Regions from separate parts of the Rattus norvegicus genome. Here all the other regions are linked to region 2. A link is a contact called in public Hi-C data. All regions are on one chromosome and are shown on one strand. Each heading gives the region's core, a stretch centred on a gene start, on an enhancer-like site or on the middle of the called end of the contact. The rest is flanking DNA. Distances are from core to core; before and after follow the strand shown.

What was found. A called contact is a pair of places that touch in the nucleus more often than the background predicts.
Region 1: a Hi-C map of frontal cortex shows a contact between it and region 2, with 2.7 times the contacts expected there. The contact joins the enhancer-like site here to the promoter of Rybp in region 2. A contact is called at or near these places in 5 of 12 Hi-C or Micro-C datasets (the Rat2 cell line, Schwann cells, frontal cortex and 2 more).
Region 3: a contact with region 2 is called in a Hi-C map of liver, with 2.3 times the contacts expected there. The contact joins the enhancer-like site here to the promoter of Rybp in region 2. A contact is called at or near these places in 5 of 12 Hi-C or Micro-C datasets (the A7r5 cell line, Schwann cells, frontal cortex and 2 more).

The regions. Positions count from the first base shown.
Region 1 is chr4:134,089,515-134,093,868 of GRCr8, reverse strand. LOC103692198 (a long non-coding RNA gene) reads right to left here. Exons shown (of 3, transcript XR_001837651.3): 3 at 1-4,287. Among named protein-coding and RNA genes, the nearest start is that of Prok2, 170 kb to the right of the region's middle. Within about 2 kb of position 1,293, at least 5 of the 93 cell types and tissues checked have an H3K27ac peak or open chromatin away from gene starts, as enhancers often do.
Region 2 is chr4:134,482,577-134,487,447 of GRCr8, reverse strand. Rybp (RING1 and YY1 binding protein) reads left to right here and starts at 2,716. Exons shown (of 5, transcript NM_001399600.1): 1 at 2,716-2,828; 2 at 3,468-3,593. The coding sequence starts at 2,797.
Region 3 is chr4:134,759,618-134,763,963 of GRCr8, reverse strand. It overlaps a transcript of Shq1 not described here. Among named protein-coding and RNA genes, the nearest start is that of Shq1, 100 kb to the left of the region's middle. Within about 2 kb of position 2,388, at least 45 of the 93 cell types and tissues checked have an H3K27ac peak or open chromatin away from gene starts, as enhancers often do. A contact at or near this core is called in liver, where this site is marked.

The DNA of each region.
Region 1 (4,354 bases), core at 44-2,543, 390 kb after region 2:
AAGTTCAGCATGGTTTTACAAGGCTGCTTCTTGCAGCACATTTGTGAGCACATCTGAAAAAGCTTTCTCCTGTATCTTGTGTGTATATGTCTATATTTGTGTGTAAACACATGTTTCCATATGAATGTGTGTATATGTGTTTGTGTCTTCCAAAGTCAGCCCCTCGAAAAATGCCGACGAAGCAGTCTCTGGGAGGGTCCTTGAACTACACCAGCCCTCAGGAAGAAGGCAGAGGGCAGGCAATTATCAGGGAGTTAATAGACGCAGTGGGCTGTTGCTAAGCACAGAGAAAGAGGCAGTGGGGTATTTCGGTGTCTTAATGGTCCTGGTTACCTGGAGTCACCCATTACTTAGCAGGGTGGTCTCTGAAGAGAAGCAGCCCAGGGTCTAAATTTCCCATGCTGTCTTCACTCCTCAGGGAAGAGAAGTGGCAGCAAGTACCAATCCCCCTCTGCTAGGGAGTGTGGAGAGAGTTGGCAGGTGCACTCACATATCAGGTGTGTGCAAACAGTAGAGAATGCTTCTGGAGCTGTTCAGGCTAGAAGGAGGAAAGACTGGCTGTGTTGCTGAGCCTTCAGGCTATGCAGAAAGCTCTGAGGTTGCTACAGTGTATCTATAACAAGAGAAACCCGGAATGCTGGCAGAGAGCAATTCAGGAGAGAGCGAAGATGAAAGGCCTGTTGGGGGTTCTCTCTCTGCGTGTATTAGTTTTCAAATATGTCTTCAATGAGCAGAGTAATCTCTCCCAAGTTCTGGGGAGGGTGACAGGCAACTGGCTCCTGTCCCCGTGCTGGAGCCCCATGTGTATAGACATAGACATGTGTGCTCTGTATTTGTTTGTAGAGTGACTGTGTTAGGATGGAATGAAAGAGATTTCAAAAGGCAAGGGGAAAGAGAGAGGTCAAGATAAGAAAGCACTATAGAGGGAAGTAGAAAGTGCAGAATGTTGGGGGACAGCAGAAGGCTCCTGGAGCTCAAGAAGAAAATTCCTCGAGTCAGACAGGAGGGAATAATTCTGAAGGTTGCCAAGGGGTTTGTTCTAGAAGCCGAAGAACAAACAATCATAATTTCCTAGGCCAGTAAAGTATTCTCTAGGAAGTGCCCCAGAGTCCCACACTCTTTTCCTTGACTGGTATTTTATAATGTCCCTTCACTAACAGGAAATGAAATCTCCTTTAAAAACAGAAAGTGCCTACTCATGAGTTTTAAAAATAGATGTAACAGTCCAACTCCAGGATGAAGGAACTGAAGAAGTGCTATTTATGGCCCTGTATACAGAGGCTCGGATGCCTGGAGGGACATCAGGAAAGGGTCAGGTTCTTATCCGTCCCAGTGAAAACAAATGGCTACAACTGTACAACACACACAGCCCAGTTCCACTGCACCTCACGTACTTGAAGAGTAACTGTAAGGGAGCAGCTGTAAGTGTGACAAGTGACACACTTGACGACATATCATGATATTTTAATCCCTTTCAAACAGCTTTTAGTAAAAACTGGGCACGGTGGCGCGCACACACACACACACACACACACACACACACACACACACACACACCCCTGTAATCCCAGTATTTAAGTAGAAGTAGAAAAATTGTGAGTTCAAGGCCAGCCTGGGCTACATAGCAACTTCCAGAACAACCTAGGCACCATAGTGGGACCCTATGTCCCATACACAAAACACACAAACAAAACTAAATGCATGTGTCCCCTTGGCTTACACAGTAGGTATACTTCTAGAAGTTTCCATACATACTAAAACTGTTGAAGAAACATTCTTTGCCTGTGTGTAGGAGAGAAGAGGAGATGGGGCACAGGAGACAGCTAGTGTCTGATCCATGGTGTCTGAACCCCCTTCTCTCCCCACAGGCTGAGGCCTCAGTCATCTGAATGCTTGCCTGGGCTGGCCACACAGTCTGTCTCCTTCCTGGGTGGCTCAGATAACTGTGTACATTCTCTGCCACTGCCACAAAGTACTTGACAGAATTCCGCATCAGAGGAGGAAAGGTTTGTTTTGGCTCAGTGTGAGAAGCTGCATCCCTGCTCAGCTGGCCCATTATTCTGGAGGACATAGTGGCATCGCATATCATGGCAGGGGAGATGTGGCAGGGAGAGCTTCTCTCCTGGTGGCCAGGTAACAAAGGAGAGCAAAGAAGGGGCCAGAATTCCATTATCCCCTTCCAAGCCATACCGGACACCAGCAGCCACCTTCCTCCCACCAGGCCCTACCTCTTCTCCATCCAAGTGCCTGACGAAAGCGTCACAGGTTTAGAACCAGGTCTTAAGCACAGGGGCCTTTGAAGATCCAAAGTACAACGGCCCCACAACGGGCAGGTCAGCGCTGGCTGTGGCAGGCAGCTTCAGTTCTAGCTTCCTGCAAGGCGGCTAGAATGCTGCCACAGCATGGCCACTGGCATCCCCAGAGTGAGCCTCTCAAGAGATTAGAGGCACACAGAACTATTCTTTTCCTAATTATTTATTTGTTTGTGTGCATGTGTGAGTGTAGGAGCCGCTGCATACATGTGTTTGCCTGTGCCCACAGAAGCCGGAAGAAGGCCTCAGGGTTTCTCTTTCTTTTTCTCCTTTTGTTTTGAGGAGGGGTCTCTAGGCTGGAAGTCAGCCAACCCAAGGAGTCTATCTCCATTGTCCTTAGAGCTGGAGTTACAGATGGATGCAGGATACTGTCTTCTTACGTGGGTCCTGCAATCTGAACCCCCGCCCTCCTCCTGTTTGTACAGGAAGTACTCCTAACCACTGAACCATCTGACAGAACCATTCTTCATTGCTCAGCTTCATCTCTCTACCAAATGTTTTCCCTTAGATGAGAGCCTCCATGACTGTTTATGACCAGGTAAGGAGGTTAGGCCTGCGGTTTGAAGGAAGGGGTATCAATATATACTGACAATCATATTACAAGCATCATATATACATGTACAATCATATATTACAAACATCGTGTCCCAGAGAACCCAAAATTGAGTTTTCCACTCCATGAAATCTGCTCAGAAACCACAACTCGGGCGCGTCTGGGGAGACAGTGGATAAAGTTGTGTTTGCTGCACAAGTATGGAAACCGAAGGCCAGAAACCTCATCTCCCCAAATGACCAAGGCATGGCATTGTATGTCTGTGATCTCAGAGCTGAGAGCCTGGGGGATGGAGAAAGACAGAAACTGGGGGCTCCATAGGCTAAAACAGCAAGCAAGCCCCAGGTTCAAGAAGAGACTCGGTCTCAAAAAATAAGGTGGAGAGTGATAGAAGACACCTAGAATTGACCTCTAACACACATATGTGCACACATCAGGGACACACACACACACACACACACACACACACACATGCTGAGCTGTGCAATGAAATTCGGTATCTGGCACAACGTCACGTACCACGTCTTCCTGACCTCCTGTACGCCCATCCCTGCTTTATCAGATGCCAGGAATGCTTCTCCATCATTGTGAAAGCACAAAGTACAACCACTTTCCAACAGTCCCCTCTTTGTGAGCATGGTTATAATGGTGATTGAAAGTGGAAATTTGGGACTGGAGAGCTAACAACTGGAGCCAGGCACAGGGACTCCCTAGCAGGTCCGGGAGTATCTCCCAGGCACTTTTAAGTTGTACAGTTATCCTCCACTCCTCATGCCCTGGCCCTGAACCACCCTCCTCTGGCTCACCACACAGGCTGAGCTCCCTCTAGCTTAGTACCTTTGTTCCAGCTGTAGGCGTGTAGAACAGTCTTCTCTCCCTGTACCCTGGTTTCTTTATCCCTTTCTCACCGTGACCTCCTTCATTCCAAGGTGTCAGATCCCTTTGGAGAGCAGCTTGCTTGATTAGGGCAATTGGTGCAGTTTACCTCCAGGTTTGTGTGATTGCTCTGTTTTCAGCTTCCTCAGCACCACCGTAAGCTCAGTGATGGACGAGAAGGGGAAGAAGGGAGGAAGGAAAGGAGGGAGGGGGGAGGGAAGAAGAGTTTTGCATCAGCCCCACAGTGGGGCAGCCTTAGGTACCACAGACAAGTTCGGTCTTCCCAGAGTGAGCAGCTTCGTGGTGGCAGGAAGGAGTGGGAAGGCCCAGTCCCTATGAAAACATTGGTGAAGATATATATCTGGCAGTGCCTGCGCATGCATAAAGAGGCGTATTAGCTCCCTGGTTCGAAGTGGAGAGCCACAGCTGCTAATAGTGGTGTTGCTAGGCTGTTCTGCCGGGCGTGATTTTCTGTTTCAATTACGCTGGTGTCCGTGATTTAGCAGCCAGGCTGGCAGAGAGTCACTCCTGAGAGGTTGGTCGTAACTGCCAATAGGAAAAAGACGGCCTGAGCTTCCCACCTCAATCTCTCCCTCTCCCGCCCTCCCTCCTC
Region 2 (4,871 bases), core at 1,467-3,966:
TATCTATTTATCCTATTCTATCTATCTATCTATCTATCTATCTATCTATCTATCTATCTATCTATCTATCTGAGTCAGGGTCTATTCAGCCCTGGCTGGCTTCAAGTTCAGGCCAGACTAGCTTCTAATTCAGAGATCCACACGACTCTGCTGCTGGGTGTTGGGATTGAAGTGGGGCCGCACCACACTTGCTGTCCTTTCTTTCCTGAGCTCAAGTGTAGGAGCCAGAGGACGAGGGAGGGGCTTTCACCTCTTACTTGCAATGTTTGAAGGAAGATCTGCAGGCTACCCAGCTCAAGTCATGGAGCATGAGCCCCCAAATCTAGGGGTGGGGTGTTCCTGGAACTAGAAAGACACTTCTGATGGAATCTCATTTCCCACAACTGAATAAAATCAGAATTCCTGAGACAATAGTGGAATAAGAATCTGCTGTCTCTTAGTAAGTTCCTAGAAATAAATGAGCTCTTTTGAAAAGGTAACACAAGACGAATGCGCACACACACCCCACAAAAGACATCCTGGAAAAGGTGTCCTAAAGATAAAGGATGGTGTGGTTGCCATGGGATGCTACCAGATTAAGCAAAGAAAGGGGTGTGAACTTGGATGCAGGCAACAGAATGGAAGAATATCAAAGAAAGTCTGCCTATTCAGAAGTGTCAGCCAGGGGCTGAGAGTGTAAGTCAGAGGCAGAGCTTGCCTACCATGATTCCATCTCTACCACAGAGAGGAAAACGTTCCGCCCAGGCATACCAAATGACTCTAGGGATAGTTCATGAAGAGACAAAACTGATGTTGGCTGACCAAAGTTGAAGTAAAGTGATTGCCTTGGTTGGAGGCTAGGCAGGTTGGAGGATGGTGAAAAGAACACCCTTACCTACATGGTGTAGACAAGGCCATGACTAATCTGCACTGAGGTGCAAGACTGAAGTTTGTGTTTTACTTCTACATAAAAAATAAAGTCAGTCTCCTTCCTATGACCTGTGGATCCCACCTACCCTCTCTTGACTTCGGGGAGATCATTTATTCTTTTTACTTATTCTTTGCATTTGCCCAGTGCTTGGGAATCAAACCCAGGACCTCCTGCTTGCTAGGCAGGAACTAAGCTGCATCAGTTCCTTCAGTGGTTCCCTGCCTCCCCCTCCAAAGAGATTTTTTTTTTTTTTTTTTTTTTTAAATGCACCAGGGGCAGAATGCTGGAAATACTCCAAGCCGACCCTAGGGGCCAAGGCTGCTGGCCCAGGGCCATGCCTTGACATGCACATTCCTTGGTTATCTCTGGCCCCTTTGCCCCTGGGACTTCATCCTTCCTCCTCTTCCTCCTTCACTCCTAAGAAGTAAGTGGCCCAGGTCTCAGAGGTTGCTGACCCTTGCTGAACACTGTAGCTGGCCCTCCTGGGTGTGCCTGCCTGGAGGACATCTAGTGCTGATCAAGTTTATCTTAGTCACAGAGCCTCCCTCTGTTATTCTCTCCCTTCAGATCCCAGGACTTCCTGCTTTCTGGCTCTCCTGGAACTTCAGTGGGTCTCCCGCTTTGCTCCTCTCCCTAGAGCCAGTCCTGATAACTACCTACTTTGAGTTTGCAAGTCAACCAGAGCTCTTGCTCTTATCGGTCCCCCACACCCCATCTCTGCCCCCACCTTTTAGCATCACCTATTGGTCCTGTTTCTCGCCCCTCCGCTCCCGACCTGGGGCTTCCTTTAATCGTAAGACATTCCCCCACTTGGTTCCTTGTAGTGCCTGGGGGTAGAGGGTCCTGAGTCACAAAACCCTGTAGCAAGAGCATGCTTGGAGCAAGGCAGAAAGTGAGGGGTACCAATTTTCTCCCAATCTCAGACGCCGGAGGGAACGGAGTCGGGCCCTGGTACTTCCTAAGTGCGGGGTACAGGTTAGAGTGCTTTTCATCCACCGTGCCCTTCCTGGGAGGAGCGTTAGGAGCCTCATTTCGCAGAGGCAGGAACCGCGACACGAGGTTGGAAAGCGGGCATGTGGTCGCTTGGATCTGAACAGCAACTTCCCCGGGGAAACGCCCTATTTCGGCTGCGGGGGCCCGAGGCTGCGCCACACCCTCTCCAGAGTTCCCTCCGGCGCCCCGGCTCAGGAGGGTGCAGGTCTGGCTGCCGCCCGAGAGGGCCGCTTGGGGAAGACAGCCACAAAGCCCCTCGTGGCAGAAGCGGCAGTGCGGGAGACGCGGGCCTCGAGGCGCAGCCCCCCGCGGCGCGCGCAAACTGCGCGGAACTACTTCAGCGGAGCCGCTGCGGGGCCAGAGTCCCAGCGTCGGCCGCACAGGGCTCCGCAGCGAGTGGGGGCCGCCACAGAGCCACGGGGGCCCGCGGGCACGGCCACGTGCTCCCTGCCGGGCTCGCACGCTCAGACGCGCCGGGGCCGCGGGGGCCACCGGCAGGCACGCGCGCCCCCCGCGCGCACACACACTCCCGGGCACGCACGCCGGCCGCCCCGCCCCCCCGCGGCGCCACGCCCTCCCGCGCGCTACGCCACGCCCCCGCGGCGCCGGTCGTCGTCCTCTTATTGGTTGCCCGGTGTATGACGCGCGGCGCCCGGCCCCGCCCCTCGTCAGTCACTCGGCGGAGGCGGCGCTGGCGGGGACTAGTCTCGTCCGGAGACTGGCGGCGGCGGCAGCGGCGGCGGCGGCGGCGGCGGCGGCTGGAGCTCGAGCCCAGCGGCGGAGGGCGGGCGGGCGGCGCGGGAGGGCGGGGGCCGCTCCGCGACGCTGCGGACCGCGCTTCTCCTCTGAGCGGAGGCGCGCGCAGCTGTGGGGCGCCGGGGGCCAGCCCGTCCATGACCATGGGCGACAAGAAGAGCCCGACCAGGTACCTGCCGGGCGCCGAAGGGGCGGAAGGGGAGGGCGGCCGCGGCGGGCGGGGACACCGGCGACTAGGCCGGAGCGGCCGCGCGGGGGAGGCGCGCTAAGATGGAGACCCGGGGGCGGAGGGAGGCGGTGTCGCTCCGCTCGGGCCGGCGGCCGTGCGCGCCGCAGCCATGGCGGCTCCTCCTCAGCCGCCCTCCGCCGTCGCCGCTCCGCCCAGACAAAGGGAGATTTAACCAGGTGGGGCGGGCGGGAGGGCGCGAGCAGGGGCGGGCAGCGCGCGGCGCCGGCCCCCTCCGCGCCGCCGCCCGGCCGTCCCGGCTGCTCGCCGCCTTCGGGATCCGGCCCGCGGCCCGCGCCGCGCCCCCGCCGCCCCGCGCTCGCGCCCACGAGTCGGCCCGCTTCCTGCGCTCGGCGCGGCCCCGCGTGAGCCGTCGCCGCCGTCAGGCGCTCGGTGCCCGGGGCCGGAGGGGGCGCCCGGCTCCGCGTTGCCGGTCGGCCTCTCGCCCCAGTGCCCGCCAGTGGGGTGGATGGGTGGTCGCTGCGAGAAGTTTCCAGCGTCGGATTCCTGTGAATTGACGACGGCTTACCAGCGTTTGTTTTCTCTTCTCTATTCTCTCCTCGGTTCTCCACTCCTCGGAAGGCCAAAAAGACAAGCGAAACCGGCTGCAGACGAAGGCTTTTGGGATTGTAGCGTCTGCACCTTTAGGAACAGCGCCGAAGCCTTTAAATGCAGCATCTGCGATGTGCGGAAAGGCACCTCCACCAGGTACTGGAAGACCTGTGCTAGCTTTTGTTGAAATACTTGTTTTGGCTTTATTTATTGTGCGGAGAGGGGAGTGAGTCGTACTTTCATTATTATTGATCGCCCTCTTGCCAACTTGTTGATTACGACCCTTAGCATTTGGGGATGGGCGATGTGGTTGGGGTTGCGTGCCATTTCAAGTTGCGTTCAGTGCCTCGTGCTAAAATAAAGGATTTATGGGAGGGATTTTCCCCAGGTTTTCCTCTTGTTTCAGACATTGGATTTATTTGACATTTGCATCCTTTGGCTTGTTGCTATTGGCTCCCACCGGGGAGAGAGAGGAAGGGAATAGTGATGGATCATAGGACATTGGACATTTTGGTATTTGTTGTGTGCAGAGTAGTTTTAATTTGTCCAGAATTAGTTTTTTCCTGAGTTTAATGGTGGTATGGTGGTACAATAAGACTGGGTCGTGCCTTTTGTCTGTCTTGGGTTGGAAATATCTCTTTTTTGCACTTGAAGATACATCCTGGAGGGTTGGAAAAAGTGTATTTGTGGGGCAAGGGGCCTGCTGATGTGTCTTTTGTTAGTAGCTTATGTAGAATGGTGTGAGATGTTGAGGTGAATAGACTTAAGTTAGTGTTAATGGCTTTGTGTTAAAACATTGAAAGGGATTCGTTTATATTAAGATGAGAGTGGTTAGCTGCATGTGGTAGCAAATGAGTTCGAACTATTTGTAGAGTAACATTAAAACTAGTTCTATAGTCCTGCAGCTGTTTTAAACTTTGATTTAGAATTTCTGTTTCGAAGAGTTAGGTTATGGCGTTCTTGCTCCCATTTAAAGGGACTGTATTTAGAGCACATAAGAAAGTGAGAGTTAGCTTAGGACTCATCAGGCGTCCAGGTTGAAGGCTAAATGTTTCATTACAGCAGGTGCTTGCTTTTGAATTGGCAGCATACCATTGTGACTAGTTCCACCTGGATGTTCTGAGCGAGGTGCCTTGTCAGGGTCTAGTTGCTTTACTTACATCTGGGATTAAGGAGGCTTCAGCTGTAAGTCTTAATTGGAATGAATTGCTCCAGTTACTGGGGAATTTTGTGAATTTCACTATTAAGAAATGAGACCTTTGAATCAAAACTCAAGAACTGAAGTTTATTTCCCTGTAAGTAGTTTTGTTTTTCTACTAAAATGGCATCTCACTATATTTAGAGCTAATCTGGAACCACAATCCTGTTACTCAGCCTCACTGCACCCAGCTAGTAGGATTTTTTTTTTATATATATAAGTAAATTCACATTAGT
Region 3 (4,346 bases), core at 1,139-3,638, 280 kb before region 2:
AGAAAAATTCCACCTCTCAGTTACCTTCTTAGCAATTTCCCCATTCCTTAATTTAAAAAAAGAAAGTCCACATACACTCTCACACATTGTTTAAATAGCATTGGATTCCTATACTATGTAAATTTTACTTTTTCTCTTTTTTGCTATTGTTTGGTTTTTTGTTTTGTTTTGTGGTGGTCGTTGTTGAGACAGGGTTAGTCCCCCCCCTCCCCCCAGTGCTGTCTCTCCTGGAGCTCAATATATAGGTTGAGTCTCACTGAGATCCTCCTGCCTCAGTCTCCCAAGTGCTAGGATTAAAGATGTGGGCCACCAAGCCTGGCTCTCTCAGTCTTCATACAAAGCTGTGGTTACTTTCTCTTGTCTCTGAAGAACCTTCCAAATCATAACTCCATGGCTGCAGTGAAAACAATTACAGGATATGCGTGAGCAAGATGCCCCTGTTTTTGCAACATGTCTGAAAACAAGTGTGTCTCCTCAGACTCACCAGGGAGGCACGTAAGGGGGCGGGAACTGAGTTGAATAAATTTCTGCTCTCTAGGATTTGAACTGGGAAGTGAAGAAGGACTCAGGCCCTTGGCAAATGCAGGGAGCAAAAGAGGCATTGGGAAAAGCCACAAAGGGATCTGGAGTCGGTCTTGCCAACAACTCAGGGAGGAAAAAGTTAGAAAAATCCATGTACAGACACAACACGCCAAGGAAAGGGCTTGGGCACTGGGGAGTCTTGGAAACGGGTCTGATGTGAAAGACGCAGACACTGGGAGTCCTTAAGTGGTGTCAGTAAGGTGAACTCTCACATGTCTGCCTGGGACTCCCACACCTCCCTTCCACCCGTCTGTCTCGATCAGTATGCACCCAGAGCCTGTCATGGATTCACAGGGTGTCTGCCTCCTTCATCCGTGATCTAATCAAAGGCCTTTCTAGTAAGTACAATAGTCCTTTATCCCTTGTTGCCCCAGGATTTGTTTCCCTGTGGTCAACCATGGTCTGAAGACATTAAACAGAATCCCTGAGTTTTCAGTTGCAAGTTGCTGAGTCTGTGATAGAATCGTGTGCAAGTCTGCTTTGTCCTGCTGTGCATGCGACCTGCTGGCGGTCACTTTGCAGCTCCTTAGCTGTCACATCGCCTGTTGTCTTGCCTTGCTGAGTTTCAAGTGACCCTGATTCTACTTAACAATGACCCCAAAACATGAGAGTTTCAATGCTGGCCTTGCAGATGCACCACAGAGAAGATGCAATACACTTCCCTCATGTGAAAGAGAACTCAGGAGAAAACAAACCGGGGAGGTTGCCGAGGTCTGTGGACACACAAATAGGGAGAGCATCTATTGCCAGTATTGTAACAGCTCATCTACTGTACTGCCGTTCCTCTTGTTGCCTGATAAGAGGCCTATTGTGCCTGATTAATAAGTAATTGTAGGTGTGTTTGGGTAGGGAAAACATGTCCTGGTTCAATGCTGTCTGTGGTTTCAGGCATCAGTGGGGTCTTGGGGCAAACTCCAGAGAAGAGAATGTTGTGACAGGAACGCTAACACAGCGACTTCAGTCAGCAGAGATAACTAATTAGTGTACAGTCTGACAAGTTCAGCAGTAGAATGGCTCTCAGGAGCAGCTTGCCCAAGCGATTCACATGTCAAAGCTCTTTGTGTGGTCTCTCTCCAACATCCTCAGTGTTGACATAATTCCACTTGGCTACCCCTCTTGACCATAGTGGCTGCCAGCTGCCCCTGCAGCTCCCTCTTTTCTGATCAGAAGAGCTGATTTGTCTAGTCTCCAACAAACTCCTCAGAAACCTGACTAGATCAGCTGAGGTAAGCTGGTTTCTTCATGGTTGGCCATTGAGATGGTGCTTGATAGCAGCATATGGCCACCTTGGGGCAGGGGCAGGCACTTTGTAGATGGAGGGTGGGAGACAGAGTGGGAGAGTAACCGGTAACTATTCCAACCCACCCTTACAGTTCCATTTGTAGAGCAGTGATTCTCAACCTTCCCAACGCTGTGACCCCTTAAATGCAGTTGCGGTGACCCCTGGCTATAAAATTACTTTCGTCGCTACTTCCTAATTGCTATTTTGCTACTATTTTGAATAGAAAATATGTGATATGTGACCCCTGTGAAAAGGTCATTTGACACCCCTCAGGGGTCGTGACCTCAGGTTGAGAACTGCTGTTTGTTGTAGCTCGTCCTGTGAGACTTAGTGGTAAAGCCCGTTTCAGGCACGTGTGAATCCCGGGGTTTCTACTCCCAGAAAGAAGGACAGGGTGAGAGCAAAAGAGAACCGTGTAATTGTTAATGGTCTCCAGCTGTCAGTTCTTGGTTTACCTATCCTCCTGAGTGTTCTGAGGCGGCCACTGGGTGGTGCTAGAGCCGGTTCTCCTCTGCCAGGCAGGCGGGCTCTGGATGCCCCATCGTGCCAACCCCATCCCCCAAGCTCTTCCTAGGCAGCACTGCAGTGCATAGCTGTCCCCGGATCTGAGTTCCCTGTTTTTCTCCCGGCACACTGGCGCTCGAGCCTCCCCTCTCACCGCTAATCTACCCTGTGCTCCTCACAGGGACAGACTAAATGGCCTGGAGTTATCTCAGAGGCCGACCCTAACTGAGGCTGCTGCTTTCCAGGCTCGGCTGGCACCAGCGCTGCGCTCACACGCCTCTGCGACGCAGAGAGCACCCTTGTCATAGATAAGGGGCTGGCTTCCAAGTCATGTGCCGGCCGGAGATCGCCTTGCAGCTCCCTGCAGCGCGCTCTTTCTGCAGCATTGATCGCTAGTCCTTCAGGTTCCTGTAGAGCCTGGGGAAGTGACCCCATGAGGTCACTCATTCAGAACAGGATAGATCCGTTCCGGTGGGTGTCCTAGGTCACTCCTACGTAGGTCTAGGGGTCGCAAGGCTGTGATCCTCACCGTCGGTCCTGCACTGAGCTCGGACCCTCCGTGGGCGACCCATCGCCCGGAAGGGTTCTGCTTATTAATCATCCTGCCTCCAGGAGTGGGGATCCTTGCTGGTGGCCTCCTCGCGCGGATTGGTGGGGAAGGCTCGAGTTGCCAGCCCTCCCCGGCTAATCCCTGCATTGTCCGCTGACGTATCTAATTATGTGTCTTACAACCACCGCGCGGTCCTGGGAGCAGCGGGGGCCTTCTGGCGGAAAGACGAGAATGATTGCTCCATCTGTTACCGAGGCACCTCTGGGGGAGAGGGGCAAGTGCGCGTGCGCCCAGGCCGGGCGGGCGGGGCGGCCACGCGGAGCGCAGGTGCCTCTGGAGCAGGGATCCACTGCAGGTGCAGGTGCCAAGCTCGCCCCGGCTGAGTGGATGCTTAATTACAGTCGACCTCAGGGGATGGCTCACTCCTGAATGACGGGTGAAGCTCCTGGTGAAGCTTCTGGTGAGCAGAGCTGGAGAAGGTAGCGGGCTTGAGACTTCTGGGAAGCAAGGATGAAGTCCTTCCCTAATCACCGGGCTACGCCTCATCCCTAGGCCGATTAAAGCGTCCTTTGGGCTAAATTGATTCTCGGTCTACTGACACCACATTCTATTCTGGAACATTGTTTTCATGGCTCTGCAGCCACGCTGAACAGGACATCCAGACTATCAAAAATAAGCTCGTCTTGGAGTCAAATGTCATTACCAGCGCCTACACCCTGGCCCTTTACAGTTTGCTTGCCAGTGATCCTCCCTTCCTCAGTATACTGGGAATGAAACTCACGGCCTCCTGGATACTGGGCAAGCGCTCTAGCCTCTAGTTCTGGTGCTCAAATTTGGCCCTACCGAGGCGGGCACATGTGCACTGGGAGTTGAAGAAGATCAGAGTCGGGTTAGCAGCACTGTGTGTCTCATAGTGGGAGTTGTGGATGGTCTGATGAGAGGGTAGAAAGAAATGGAAGGCTTGGCAATCTGGAGGGAGCTGGCTTCTGTGGGGATGGTTTTCCCCACGTGACCAAATCTGAGCTATGAGAGAACCAGATTGCTCAAGGTAGATGTGACAATGGGGTGTAAGTAAACTTAGTCGGGGACAACCCATAGAAAGCCACTTTGGTTTTAGGACTCAGACATTATTGCATACAGGGGAAGAGAGCAAAGCCCCATCAGTTCAGGATCTATGGAAATGGGAAGTAATGTGAGCATGTGTTGTGGCTTGAGGCAGACTTCATTATTAAGGTCTGTCAAGCATTTTCAAATCGTGCTGTCTTGTGGTGAACAAAGTGCCTCAGAGTGCCACCAGGCCTGATGACCCGAGATCCAGCTCCCCACCCCATGTGGTGGAAGTAGAGAACTGACTCTCACAGGTTGTCTTCTGCTCTCTCTCTCTCTCTCTCTCTCTCTCTCTCTCTCTCTCTCTCTCTCTGTGTGTGT